Regions from separate parts of the Macaca mulatta genome. Here region 1 is linked to region 2. The links are chromatin contacts, called in public Hi-C maps. All regions are on one chromosome and are shown on one strand. The core of a region is the stretch at or near the end of the contact, and the rest is flanking DNA. Distances in the headings are between cores, read along the strand shown.

Region 1 (7,261 bases), core at 3,956-6,455, 200 kb before region 2:
GATAAGGAGTAGGTATTCCCTAGGATTGCAAGAAGGGCCTTAGGAACTGAGGCCTTAGCCACTGGAATCAGGGTTAATGCCACCAGGATTATTTTTCTCCCATTAGTCTGTCATCTCTTCATGTTCTGCTTGCTGGAAATGGACATATTCCTAGAGCTATAGATGGTTGCCATTTTTCCTTCACATTCTCTCAGCTCTGTACCGTAGAGGCAAGGCTACTTCTTTAGCTCCAATCCAGGAATCCCAGGGAAGGACTCTGATTGGCCCAGCTTAGATCACATGCCCACACTGAAGCAATGACTGTGTCCAAGGAAATGGGATACTATGATTGGTCAGGCCTGAGTCAGGTGTGTGCCCAGGGAGGACAGGATTAAATTATCAGAATGAGGGACATGGTTAAGTTGGCTGGGCAAATAAAAACCATAATTACTTTAATTTACTATAGCTGTCTTAGAGTTTGATATAGACAGTGACCTTTGAAGACTAAGATTGGAGAAAATTTTTGCAATCTATCCGTCTGACAAAGGGCTAATATCCAGAATCTACAAAGAACTTAAACAAATTTACAAGAAAAAAACAACCCCATCAAAAAGTGGGCAGAGGATATGAACAGACACTTCTCAAAAGAAGACATTTATGCAGCCAACAGACATGAAAAAATGCTCATCATTACTGGTCATCAGAGAAATGCAAATCAAAACCACAATTAGATACCATCTCACGCCAGTTAGAATGGTGATCATTAAAAAGTCAGGAAACAACAGATGCTGGAGAGGATGTGGAGAAATAGGAACGCTTTTACACTCTTAGTGGGAGTGTAAATTAGTTCAACCATGTGGAAGACAGTGTGGGGATTCCTCAAGGATCTAGAAATAGAAATACCATTTGACCCAGCTATCCCATTACTGGGTATATACCCAAAGAATTATAAATCATGCTACTATAAAGACACATGCACACATATGTTTATTACAGCACTATTCACAATAGCAAAGACTTGGAACCAACCCAAATGTCCATCAGTGATAGACTGGATTAAGAAAATGTGGCACATATGCACCATGGAATGCTATGCGGCCATAAAACGGATGGGTTCATATCCTTTGCAGGGACATGGATGAAGCTGGAAACCATCATTCTGAGCAAACTATCACAAGGACAGAAAACCAAACACCGCATGTTCTCACTTATAAGTAGGAGTTGAACCTCGTTATGAGAACACATGGACACAGGGCGGAGAACATCACATACCGGGGCCTGTCGGGGGGTGGGAGGCTAGGAGAGGAATAGCATTAGGAGAAATACCTAATGTAAATGATGAGTTGATGGGTGCAGCAAACCAGCATGGCACATGTATACCTATACTGCATAGGCGTACATGTGCACATGTATCCTAGAACCTAAAGTATAATTAAAAAAAAAAAAGAAAAGAAAACTAAATAAGACAGTGTTGTTCCTTCCAAATTAAAACCTTCCCATCACTTCCCGTTACAATTAGAATAAAATCCAAATCCTCCGTTGTGATTTACAGAGCCTTACATGTTAGGACCTCTGTTCATCTATCTAAACTATTTTTACTTTCCCCTCACTCAGGGGCAACAGCCCCACCAACCTTCATTCAGCTTTCTAGATACACCAAGCTTGTTCCCAACTAGGGGGAACTAGTTGTTTCCCCTGATCTTTGCAAGTCCTTCTGGTCAGTCAGGCTTTATCTGAAATGTTGCCTCCATAAAGAGGCCCACTCTGATTACTTTGTATAAAATAGCTCCCAGTTACTTCCTATCACATCCTCCTATTTTAATTCTCAGCATAGCATATCATTAATTGGTATTTTCTTGTTTGCTTGTTTATTTAAATTATTTTCCTTCTTGTTAGATTGCAAACTCCATGAAAGCCTGGATTATGGCTGTTTTGTTCACTGTTGTATCCCCAGTGCTTAGAACAGTGAACAGTGCCTGACACGTAGTAGATGCTCAATATTTATTGAGTGAATGAATATGGCCATTGCCGAGCTGACACACCAGGTAATGGAAAGAACGCAGGTCCTGCTGAGAGGCCAACACCATCCACTGGTCAGTATTCCTATAGGAGACCACTTAGCTCCCAGCTCCTGTGGTTCTGCAGTACCAAGTGGCAGCCCCTGGGATCCTCTGCTCATAGGCTCATGGTTTTCAAGGGACAGCTTTAGGGTGTCCTCCTAGACCTCAAACGACCTCTCCCTTTCTATGTTCTGAACTCCATCCTGTACCCTTCTTTGCTTTGGGCCCTAATTTGTGTCTGGTTGTCCACAGGTAGGGCCTCTCTGCTCTTTCTTCCAGAGTGAAAGAGTAAAGGTATCCCTGGAAGGCACAACACCACTTTGCAAGCATAAATTCCTTAATCATAGTTGCCTTTAATAATAATAACAATAATGCCCTAAAATATAATAATGTGCTAGATATGGTGTGGGCATTGAGCTAAACATTTTATACATCAAGCTCAATCTCAGAAAGACTAGTGTTGTTAGCCACATTGTCGGCCAGTGAAACTGAGGCTCGAAGGAGAAATAACTTGCTCAGGGTCATACAGTTAGTTTGTAGTTGAGTTGTGACTAAAACCCAGGTCTCTCAGATTCCAAAGCTTGTGCTCAGAACCCCTGCAGTTACAAAGTACCCAAATAGTGCCCATTAGGGATCAACTTCCAAGAACTGGGTCTTGCCTTCCTAGAGTGGAGCGGTGTTTCCTCCTTTACTCATTGTTCATTTCATATATGTAAAACAGAACATGATCATATTTCAATACGTAACTTCTGCACAACCCAAAATTAAAACACCACAGTAAAATAAATGAGAAAAACATGGTATTTCATTTGCAATACTTGAAAAAATGTTAACCTTCTTAATCATAAATGAGCTCTTAGAAATCAGTAACAAAGAGACTAACATTAAAAGGGAAATGAAAATAAAAGAAATAGAGGAAAATGAAATAATGCAAATGATTAATAAGATGATATGAAGATGATGTAGCTTAACATTAATAGATGAAAAAGCAATTTCTTTGTAATATTACATTATCAATGATCACAAATACAGAAATCTAACATTTGTATAGAATATTAGGAAATAAGGAACTATTAAACACTGGGAAAATTTACTCCAGTTTTGGGAAATTTACTCAAAATTTAGATCTTGTATGTACTTTGTCCTGGCAGTTCCAGTCTGTAGGAATTATTCCAACAGAGTAGTTGGACAAATTGAAATTTATGTATAAGTATGTTTCTTACATAGAAAATCTATAGCTAATTTATCACCCCCAACTACTTGTGTATCAATTGATTTTAAAAAAATAGATTGGGGGTGTTCATTAAATATTAATTTAGGTCTATTTAGGTTAGGTTCTGGGCTAGATTCTGGAGACACAAAAGTGAATAAGACATAGTCCCTGTCCCCTTAAAGCTCATAATTCAGGGGTAGGCAGATGAGTAAGCAGACAGCAACACACTTTGAAAGGCGCTATTGTTAAGGTGTGTTCCAAATCTGAGGAACCCAAAGATACTCCATTCTACTGACCTCTCTTCTTAGCTAGCAGCTTGAGAAACAGGTTTGAGATGATCAAAGCATTTGTACCACCTAACCAGACTCCCCTGAAGCTACTGAGACAGTCTAATGTAGTGTAGTCTAGTGAGACATATACATGCCTCATTTTGTCTTGTGTGTGTATCAAATTTTACATAATAAAACACTTTAAGATGTTTTTCTGTCTATGGAACCAGAAAAGACAAGAAAAAAAGGTTGGTGACCTTGTGTGCTCCCCAAATAAGGATTTGTGGAGAGTGGGTGTTCTATACTATTGTTGGAAATGAAATTAGTACACACTCTATGGAGGGCATTCTGGCAATATCTATTGAAAACTTTAAAGTGTATATATCATTTGATCCAGTAATTACACTTTTAGATATTTATTTTAAGGAAATAGCAGTATAAGTGTGCAAAGACATACTTCTAAAGATTTTTATTTTATATTAATTATAAGCCTGAAATGTTGGGAAAAAATCAATTATTCAACAATAGAAATTTGGTTAAATTAGCTTCAGTATTGACATGAAAAAATGTCCACATTGTTAAGCAAAAAAAAAAGAGGAAACAGTAAGAAAGAGAAAAGTGGTCCCTGACAGATGGGAGTTGGCCTGGCACTCATAGCCTCGGTGTTTTCCTATTGAACATAAAGGATTTCATAGAACACCAACATCAGACAAGGACACTCAGTGCCGATGATAGATGAAGAAAAAAATGAGATCACTCTGTAATCACGTCTGAATGCAGGCAAAACAGGAACACTGTCCAGACCACAAAATGACTGAGCAGCCTCCTGTCCCGGCTAAGAGGAATGACTGCTGCTTCTTTACCAGTTCTTCACTGGCTTTAGCTTTGCAGCAGTCTTCCCTCCTTCCGGATAAGAGTTATTAAGATACCCACCCACAGAATTACCCCGCTTCCTTAAATCCTTCTGCAAACCCCCTAGCACAAGCCTGAGTCCCATAATAATTTCTTTCTAGCACCCTCTTACTGAAACACCCCACACTTCCCCATGCCATGCATTCTCCCCCACAGCAAAGAGTAATAACCCCAACTTGCTTGACTACAGGTGTGTTCCGAGTGATCTTTGGCTGGAGAGCAATGACAACCAGTACTATCTTATAATAGTTTGTAATAGATATGTATTTCCACTGTCATAAAATTGTGTGGCATAGCACACAACCAACTGTTAGCAATGGTCACCCTGATGAGGGGTTTTACTTTTGATTTACTATCTTATTTTTTATTTTATTTTTAACAATGTGCATGAATTGAGATGGAAGGAGGAGGATGATGAAGAGGTGGGGAAGGAGAATAAGTGAAGGAAAAAAATGGAAGAATGAAGAGAAATGAAGATGGCAGTGGCAGCAGCTCTAAGACATGTTTGATAATGATGTTATTAGAGGATCTTTGTGTTCTTTAAATATCTATAATATGCATTACACTTGAATATGAAACAGTTATTTTTAAACGAAAGAAGATTGTCATTTTTCCGGAGAAATACGGTATGACTATTTCTAATTTCTTATTTTTGCAATAGTGAAGTAGGGATCTCATGCCTGACTAACGTTGAACACAAGTTTGAAGACTTTTGGTTTTCTGTGTCCATTGCAGTATAGTTAGATGCAGTAGGTGTCGCTTTTTCCCCAAGAATAGCCTGTTGCTAACACTGGTGGAGGTCCTCTCTGAGCTGTGCCCAATTCTGTCAATTATCTGTCTTCAAGATTTGCCTAATCTCTAACCTTTGAGTAATGTGTACTTGTAGTTTTCCTTCCTTCTGTAATTTAGATGCATGATCCAATCTAGATAAGGGAAATTACCACACATTCTTTATTTTTTTCTGTAGAACTTTCACATAGCTATCCTATTAGATTTTCATGGTGATCCGAAGCGCTTCAGGCAGGTATTATTGGCTTCATTTTAGAGATGAGGAAGGCGAAGTTCATCAGAAAACTGAGGTCATTAACAATTAATTGGTCAAGGTTTCTTTCCCCTTCATTAGCTAATTCAAGAAACAAGGATATAGGCAGCAAATAAAGCACTATTTGTGCTTTAAATATATGAATATATATTTACTGTTGTAAGTATATCAACCTTAAAAATGCATTCCCATCAGTTTCTGAGAACTGCAGTACAAACTATGAGAACTGAACATGCTGCTCGCGAACTGTGATTATGCAAAAGCTTCGGGGGATGCATTACGTGGGGAAGCCCTCTCAACTTCGGACAGGGTATGCAGTCTTCAGAGGTCTGGGAGTTGTTTGGAAACACCTAGGCATCCTCGGGGAGCATGCTGAAGGTGACTCATGTTTGCACGTGCGTGACTTGGGGTTGCGTTATAAACATGAGGTTGTGTGCTGAGTGGTAATATCAGATGCAAAGGACTTTTGGAGGTCTCATACTTTTCCAAACCTTGCATGTTATCAATTATCAGGCAATCATTTCCTGAGGCCTGCCACATAGCTGCTGCTTTCCCTTTTTTCTAGCTTGCTTTTCCTAAAATGTTTTGGAGTTAGAAATCAAATAACCAAGCTAGGTGGAAATGAGTATAACGTAAAGATTTCCCAGGTTCAAAGCAACTCTATTTGAAGACATTTGTATCTGTGCATTAATTCCTGGTTCATAACTAAATTATGGAAAGGAGACACTTTCCATAATGGTTCTGGATAGATGAGGGATGACTATGCCAATATTTTTCAGAGTCCCAAGATGATCAAGGCCAGCTTTGATCTCAGTCTACTGAGTCATGCTGGACATATATATGGCTTGGTCACTCCATTGCTGCAGCCATGGGAATGCTTCTGTCTGGGGTGATGGTGTCCAGCCTTACGGAGTGAGTCTGACCACCCTACAATGGTGTGGTGGGCAGTGGGTCAGGAGGGAAGCTGATGGGGTGTGGGGCAAGTACCAGGCAAAAGAAGTACCAGGCTCTGGGGGCAGGCTGCTGGATTATGACTCAAGTTGACACAGGAAGATAGCAAATCCAGTCCTCTCCCCAGAGGAATTGAGACCTGATGGGGGCCTTCTCACAACTTCAGGGTGCAGGGTGGAGAATAAATAAGGATCAGATGCACCACACATACCAGCAGCTTGTGCCCGGCAATGTTCCTAAGATGAGATGGGGAAAGGCAGACACAGGGTTCATGAAATGTGGCCAACAGAAATGAGGTAACAGAATGCACCCAACCAGCTGTCTGAAATACAAAGCAGAGACCCAAGGGAAGAAATACATATATGGGACATTTAAGATCCCAAGAGACCTGGGATGAGGTGACAGGAACTGGTATGCTCTGCCTATGACCTTCAGCCCCATTGTGGGGCTGAGAAGCCTGGCATTTGGAGGCTTCAGACTGCCACAGGGATCTCCAAATTCACCCACTGGGGAGGCAAAGGCTTCTGTTGGATGTGTCACAAGGAGGAGCCCTCTTCACTCAGGCAAGGTAGGCAGGCTTCAGAGGGCTGGGGGTTCTTTGCAAACAGCTAGGATAGGGCTAGGACTAGGTATAGGTACTGAGGACAGGGGCCATGGTTACCTGGGGAATTGAGCCCAGAGTAAACTTTTTTGGAGTCCACAGATTTGAGGCTTCTGTTCAGAGGTGCAGGGACCAGGCAGAGCAGACCAGCTTGGTTTTTCACAAAGGTGGGAGTTGGAAAGTGGCCTTAGGTCACAAACACTAACCACTTTAAGAGAAATGCAGCTCATCCCA
Region 2 (7,036 bases), core at 4,000-6,499:
CAGAAAGAGCTGGGCCAGCACAGAAAAGCCTACCCCAGTGACAAGGAAAGACCAGCATTTCCCATAGGGTCCCTGCAACAGTGGCCCTCTACTTGCTTCACTGAGTTCTGTAAATGCCTCCTTCTCCTCCTTATCTGAGAGAATTCCCCATGTGCACTAGTGTAATTAAGGTTTTAAGAAGTTCTGCAATAAAAACTCTGCTTAGTCTGGTATTTCTCAACACCTATTAATATTCATCTAGTGTTAACCAGACCAGCATTGCTTTATGCCTCATGTGGACAAATACTTCTGTACTATTTAATGGACCATTACTTATGATAACACATATTAGAAACAAACTTGTTCAATAGTGAGATAATAGTTAAATAAATTCTGACCCACTTATTGCCTAGTATCAGCCACTAGTTATTTGTAAGAAATTTCAATCACATGAAAAAATACTGGTATGACTAAAAAGTTTTAAAACTATTTTTCTTTAGAAATGGTAATCTCGCCGGGCGCGGTGGCTCAAGCCTGTAATCCCAGCACTTTGGGAGGCCGAGACGGGCGGATCACGAGGTCAGGAGATCGAGACCATCCTGGCTAACATGGTGAAACCCCGTCTCTACTAAGAAATACAAAAAACTAGCCGGGCGAGGTGGCGGGCGCCTGTAGTTCCAGCTACTCTGGAGGCTGAGGCCGGAGAATGGCGTGAACCCGGGAGGCGGAGCTTGCAGTGAGCTGAGATCCGGCCACTGCACTCCAGCCTGGGCTACAGAGCGAGACTCCGTCTTAAAAAAAAAAAAAAAAAAAAAAAGAAATGGTAATCTCTTTATGATATAGAAAAATATAAAATACAATTAACGGGATGATAAAAGCATAACACTCCAGTGTATATCCTCTTCTAGACTTCCTACCGAAATATTTTCTAGTAGATACTATCTTAACTTTTCATGCCAACAGGGTATATATTTATTTACATATTTGCCAGGGAAACCGGAAGGTGTGTTAACTGTTTCTGAATTGTGAGATTCCAGGCCATTGGATTAGGTTTTATTCTGTGTTCCAGGTTTCTGTGAGGAGCACTTGTTAGGTCTAGAGCCATAAAAATTAAGAGCAAATAAAGCAGAAATCATTTCTGCCTGTGGGCTCTGGCAAGATCCTTCTATGACTGGGAAATCCCGCCAGTGCAGAGGCCCCCAGGCTTAGAGGCCCTAGGGCTCAGTGGCCCCCCAGCTGTGTTTCCCAGCTGCTGGCCTGGGGTGAGCCTCCCCAGCTGTTGGAGCTCCACTTGCCTTATCAGTAAGGATCACCTGAAATAATGTTATTTGAACATTCTTTAAATACAAACTTTCGTCAGAGATATGAAGCTAACTTGTGGAGAGCTGGGTAGAGATAAGCACACACTTGTCTGGTCGTGGGTGTGCCAGCCAGGTCTCTGAGGGTATGCGCTTTGTTTTCTGAATCTCCTGGGATCTAAACACAGTGTGACACCTCCAGGTTGATGTGAATGAAATGCCAAGCTGATGGGCTGAATCCCTTAGCAGGGCCTGAAGAAATCATTCAAATGGGTGGGTTATGACCACACAGCTCATTTATGGAAGCCGAGCTCTTGGGTAAGGGGTCTGAAGCCCTGAGGCTTGTTTCCTGGTGGGCTGTGGCAGCAGAGAGGGCATCAGGGAATAAAACCCAAAGCATTTTCCCCAGGTTCAAAGCCATCATGCATCTGCTCCCAGAGGACCATATTGAAGGCAAGGGGCCACTGAGGATGCTGAGGAGGAGCCCGGAGTTGTTTTTCTCAGTGAAAGACATGGGGTGGTGGTGAAGCCTAGCTGTCACCCAGCTGTGGGCGAAGCACTTGTTCGCCAGATGGTGGAGTTTGAAATTAGGAGACGTACACCGACCCTTCTGATGTAAAGGATAGGGACAGAGCAAACTGCTTTGCCCAGTGAGCAAAGCAAGCACACAGGAAGAAGTTGCACAGCAGGGGCAGCTGCATGGTGCTTATGAGCCCATTCATTGGGGTCGGAGGGCCTCAGGGTGCATCCTGCTTCTCTCTTCCAAGCTGTAGGCCTTGAGCAAATCACTCCAGAGCCTCAGGTTCTTATAAAGTGGCCATAAACATGACAGATGTTCCACAAGGGTGCTGTGAGGATTATATGATGTAATACATGATCTGTGCTTAGCCCAGTACCTGCTACACAGTAGGTGCTTAATAAATCCAAGTATGTACCTTAGGAACAGTTTAGACTAATTTGTGGGTGAGATGATTGGTGACACTGGAGGATCCGTCTGACCTGGGAGCCCTTCCCTGATGTCCTCTCCATGCTAATGTGTGACTTTTAGAGCATCCTCCTCAAGTGGACAAAAGGCTTCAAGGCATCTGGCTGTGAGGGCGAGGACGTGGTGACCCTGCTGAAGGAAGCGATCCACCGGCGAGAGGTAGGAGACACATGGCACGAGGCCTGATGTGTCAGCTCCTCGATGATTGACCTGGTCTGTGTGTTCAGAAAGTGAGGGCAGCGTTAAGTGTGGCTGCATGGGTTGTTGAGTGTGCACTGTGTGTCAAGCCATGCTCTCAGCACTGGCGGTTCAGGAGTGACCACAACAAAGCTTTGTTCTATAAACAAATAAGCCCATGACCTAGTGGCAGGTGCTGTTAAGAGCTGTGAAACACACACACACACACACACACACAACACAAGTAAAGGAGTAAAAGAATGGCTACTCCATAAGCAGAGCAGCCATGAGGGCTGCTGGTTGCCCATTTTTATGGTTATTTCTTGATTATATGCTAAACAAGGGTGTATTATTCATGCCTTCCCTTTTTAGACCATATAGAGTTAAAAAAAAAAAAAAAGAAAAGGAGTGAAGTGGAGTGAGGAGAGCAGTTGGAGCAAGTGTGCTGGCAAGGGGCACTGTTAAATAGCACGAGCGGGGAGGGTCTCTCCAAAGCGGTGACATTTAAGCACAGACCTGAATGGAATGAGAGAGCCAGCCATGGTGTATGAGATATATTTTATATACCTATAAATCTCCCACGCAAATGTCTGAAAGGAGAATATCGGGTTCACCTGTGAACGGGGCATCTGCTTCTGCCCTCTCAGGAGTTTGACCTGGATGTGGTTGCCGTGGTGAACGACACAGTTGGAACTATGATGACCTGTGGCTTTGAAGACCCTCACTGTGAAGTTGGCCTCATCGTTGGTAAGGACCCAGACTGTCCTTTCCACATGGGGCTGCACGGCCTCGGGTGTGGGAGGGATGGTGCTGAGCAAGGCCCTGGTATCCTGTGATTGGCAGGCACGGGCAGCAATGCCTGCTACATGGAGGAGATGCGCAATGTGGAACTGGTGGAAGGAGAAGAGGGGCGGATGTGTGTGAACATGGAATGGGGGGCCTTCGGGGACAATGGATGCCTAGATGACTTCTGCACGGAATTTGATGTGGCTGTGGATGAGCTTTCACTCAACCCCGGCAAGCAGAGGTAGGCACCCAGCTGGGGCCCTGTTAAGTGTGTCCCAGGACTGGATGGCAACAAGTGATCGGAGCTTCCACAATAGCATCTCCCAGGATGCTCGTTATCATGAGATGTTAATAAAGGAGGTTTCCTTGGAAAGGGTTTCTTGTCAAATGCACCTAGAAAGTTCTGAGTTAGTAAACGTAAGAAGCATCTCCCACCCCAAAGCCTAGGAGAACAGGGAACAGGTGGGAGAATACTGGAGCCTAGGTCTGGCACTCTAAGGAGAAACAAATAGTTGAAGCACCTGCTGCTGCCAGACTGCAGAGCATCTCTGGGGTGATGCAGACAGGAACAAATCCTCTCCCTCCTCCATCTTCCAGTGCCGAGCACTGGGTCAGCCCCAGTGTCACAAGACCCTGTGCATGGTAGGGGAGCAGGGTCTGAGCTGAGAGACAATACACTTCTCATTAAGATGTTGTCTGTAGTGTTTCCTAACTAGATTAATCAAACACCCTTGTTCTACAGAATAAACTTTGCAAAACATGACTAGAATAGAAGTTACAGACTAAAATGCCTCTAGGGGCCAGGTAGGCAGCATTAATGAAGGAGGCAGGCTGGGCCAAGCCAAGATGGGGTGGCGATGGGGTATTGGTTGAAACTGGGGACATGGATTTTTTTTTTTTCAAGGCAGGGTTCATGGACCAAAAGACCCTCAAGTCACTGCATAATCATGTTTAGTTCCAGTGGCCAGGACGGGGGGCCCTACAGCTGGCAGTAGTTACTTGAGTAATGATGATTAGGTCCAAGAGAAGGCACGCTGAATGCCTAGTGAGGTTAAAGATTAAGACTCAGCATTCTCCCCTGCTCCGAGAAGTCTGGTAGGGTTATGGTGTGTGTTCCTTCTTGAGTTGCTTCATGAAGTTTCAAAATAAGCCTTGGAAAGGAAATGAGTTCCTTTCCCTGTGGGTTCCTTTCCGAGGCTTATTTCCCCAGGAGCCCCACTGGCCTCGGGCACTGTGGTCAGTGTTGCTGAAGTTGTGAATTAGCATGCAGAGACACCAGGGATCCTGCCCAGGTGAATCAAGTAGCAATTCCTTTTCCATCAGGGGAGTCTGCCTGTCTGCCACTTCTGATGCACTGGGGGTGACTAAGCTGGCCTGTCCTGTCTCAACACATCCCTCTCCCTTCCTACTTAACCTCCATGAATGTTACTCGCATTGCAGGTTCGAGAAAATGATCAGTGGAATGTACCTAGGTGAGATTGTCCGTAACATTCTCATCGATTTCACCAAGCGTGGGCTGCTCTTCCGAGGTCGCATCTCAGAGCGGCTCAAGACAAGGGGCATCTTCGAAACCAAGTTCTTGTCTCAGATTGAGAGGTGAGAGCTTAGGGATCAGGGTAGCAGGGGGCCATGTCCTTCTTTTTTCTCACTGGCAGATAAACTGAAGGATTTTCACAGCTCAGGGCATGACTCATACAAAAGTCAGTTTAGTGGCAAACACATTCGTGTCTATAGTGTTTACTAAAAGCGTATTATGGACAGTTGTCATTTTAAGGGCAAACATAGAGCATTCTCATGAAAGTTTGTGCTAAGCCTGACCTGAGGTCATGTAAAGTGGTATTGTTGTTGGGTTTTAGACCATATATCAAAGGTAGAAAGATACCTGCTCATAGCATGTAAATTGAAATGCACAGAGAAAGATAACCTATTAAAGCATCCACACTCGGCTTGAAAGCCCTTCCTAACTGCTGGCTGCAGTAATCAGGCAGCCAGGATTGAGTAAATGTTGCAACGTCAGGCAGTGCAGACATATGCCACACAGTGGCTCATTAGAGCAAAGCCGCCTTCCTACAGTCAAATGGTGGAAAATCTGCTCCAAATTAGAACAGTGAATTTCAGAGCCCTTTAAAAATTAATGCTATGCCATTACTCTCAGGGCAGAGAAGAACAGGAACTAGATAACTGACGTGAGTAGACCCCTCGGGCATCTGCACCAGTGAATAGAAAGATATGTTCTAGCTTACAGGTCTGTTATGTTCAAGGTGATTCCAGGCTTTTAAAATAGCTCTCTTTATATAGGAGGGTTTATTTTCTTTCTATAACTTTATTTACACTTCCTTTGTAAATAGCGTACAAATACAGTTCAGGCCACCCAGAGCAGCAGAGCAGAAAGAAAGCATGAGTCTAATGCTGCTTGGTTAATTCCTGCCTTGCAGACCCATGACCAGCAGTGAGAGAATGGACACGAAAGAGCTTTGTAACTGACCACTGTGATCGACAGTGAATTTGCTTTGTTTTGAGTATCCACTTTGTAGTAGTAATGCTCTACCTCGAGAATGGAGAGTGGAATGAGGAGCTCTTTGTATTCCTGTCACCCTCAAGAAGAGTCATTGTAGTCCAGTAGGATGAGCAGTGCTCTGAATTTAGAAATGGGAACCACATTGAGGGGCCAGCTCCTGGAGAGCCAGACCCCCACAGAGCCTCCCCTATAAAGGACTCAGGCCCTGGTGTGGTAGGCTACTAGCCCTCTTGGTGCATAACTGAACACTTGCTGTCTCCCTCTCACCCCAGTGACTGCCTGGCCCTGCTGCAAGTCCGTGCCATCCTGCAACACTTAGGGCTTGAGAGCACCTGTGATGACAGCATCATTGTTAAGGAGGTGTGCACTGTGGTGGCCAGACGCGCAGCCCAGCTCTGTGGCGCAGGCATGGCCGCTGTGGTGGACAAGATACGAGAAAACCGTGGGCTGGACGCTCTCAAAGTGACAGTGGGTGTGGATGGGACTCTCTACAAGCTACATCCTCAGTGAGTGCCTGAGCCCAGCCCTCCCTGCCCACCTTCTTTCTGTCTCTTTGTTCTTTCCCCCTTTTCTCTCTTTCCTTTGTTACTTGATAGTGAATTATCAGCCATTCCAAACAGTGTATATAATACATGTATTATAGTTTAAAGATTCACAACCAGAAATAGGCCTGTGTTTCACCCCCCATCGTGGGAAGCCCCCTCTGAGCCCTTCCACAATTGTGTCCTCACACTCCCGTGCCACGGGTAAGCATTGTGCTGAATCAGTCCCTTGCTTTTCTTTTCCGCCCGCATATATCTAGGTATGCATCCATATTGTTTAGTTTTACTTATTTTTGAACCTGCCACAAATGGAATCATATGGTATCTCTTCTGTGGCTGGCTTTTCTCACACAGCGTTTGTTTAGAGATGCATCCGCATTGAAGTATACAGTTGTAGTTCATTAATTTTCAGAGCTGTATAGCGTACCTTTGAGTATATTGTGGTTTTTTCTATCATTGATGTGATATTTAGGTTACTTCTAGATTTTGAGCGTTACAAACAGTGCTACTGTGAACGTTCTGGCAAATGTAATGCTAGAACTCTGAAGCAAGATTTTTTTCAACATTCTAGAGCAGGGGTTGACAGGCAACAGTCACAGACTGTTATTGTACATAAAGTTTCCTGAGGATTGGGAGGGGGACAGAAGCCCAGCCACCAACCCTGGGACATGGCATCTTTAGCTTTGTAGATGGGGAGGGTGTCCTGACCCTGTTGTATTGGGACAGATCACAGCTCTCTCTTTCTCTGGTC

What was found. A called contact is a pair of places that touch in the nucleus more often than the background predicts.
Region 1: a contact with region 2 is called in a Hi-C map of fetal cortical plate, with 2.4 times the contacts expected there. The contact joins two enhancer-like sites. A contact is called at or near these places in 5 of 14 Hi-C or Micro-C datasets (CD4 T cells, blood, fetal cortex germinal zone and 2 more).

The regions. Positions count from the first base shown.
Region 1 is chr13:50,099,110-50,106,370 of T2T-MMU8v2.0, reverse strand. No RefSeq gene overlaps it. Among named protein-coding and RNA genes, the nearest start is that of SEMA4F, 40 kb to the left of the region's middle. Within about 2 kb of position 5,205, at least 2 of the 40 cell types and tissues checked have an H3K27ac peak or open chromatin away from gene starts, as enhancers often do. A contact at or near this core is called in fetal cortical plate, where this site is marked.
Region 2 is chr13:49,897,849-49,904,884 of T2T-MMU8v2.0, reverse strand. It overlaps HK2 (hexokinase 2), which reads left to right. Exons shown (of 18, transcript XM_001111706.5): 13 at 2,326-2,421; 14 at 3,087-3,186; 15 at 3,283-3,466; 16 at 4,666-4,821; 17 at 6,016-6,249. Among named protein-coding and RNA genes, the nearest start is that of HK2, 51 kb to the left of the region's middle. Within about 2 kb of position 5,249, at least 2 of the 40 cell types and tissues checked have an H3K27ac peak or open chromatin away from gene starts, as enhancers often do. A contact at or near this core is called in fetal cortical plate, where this site is marked.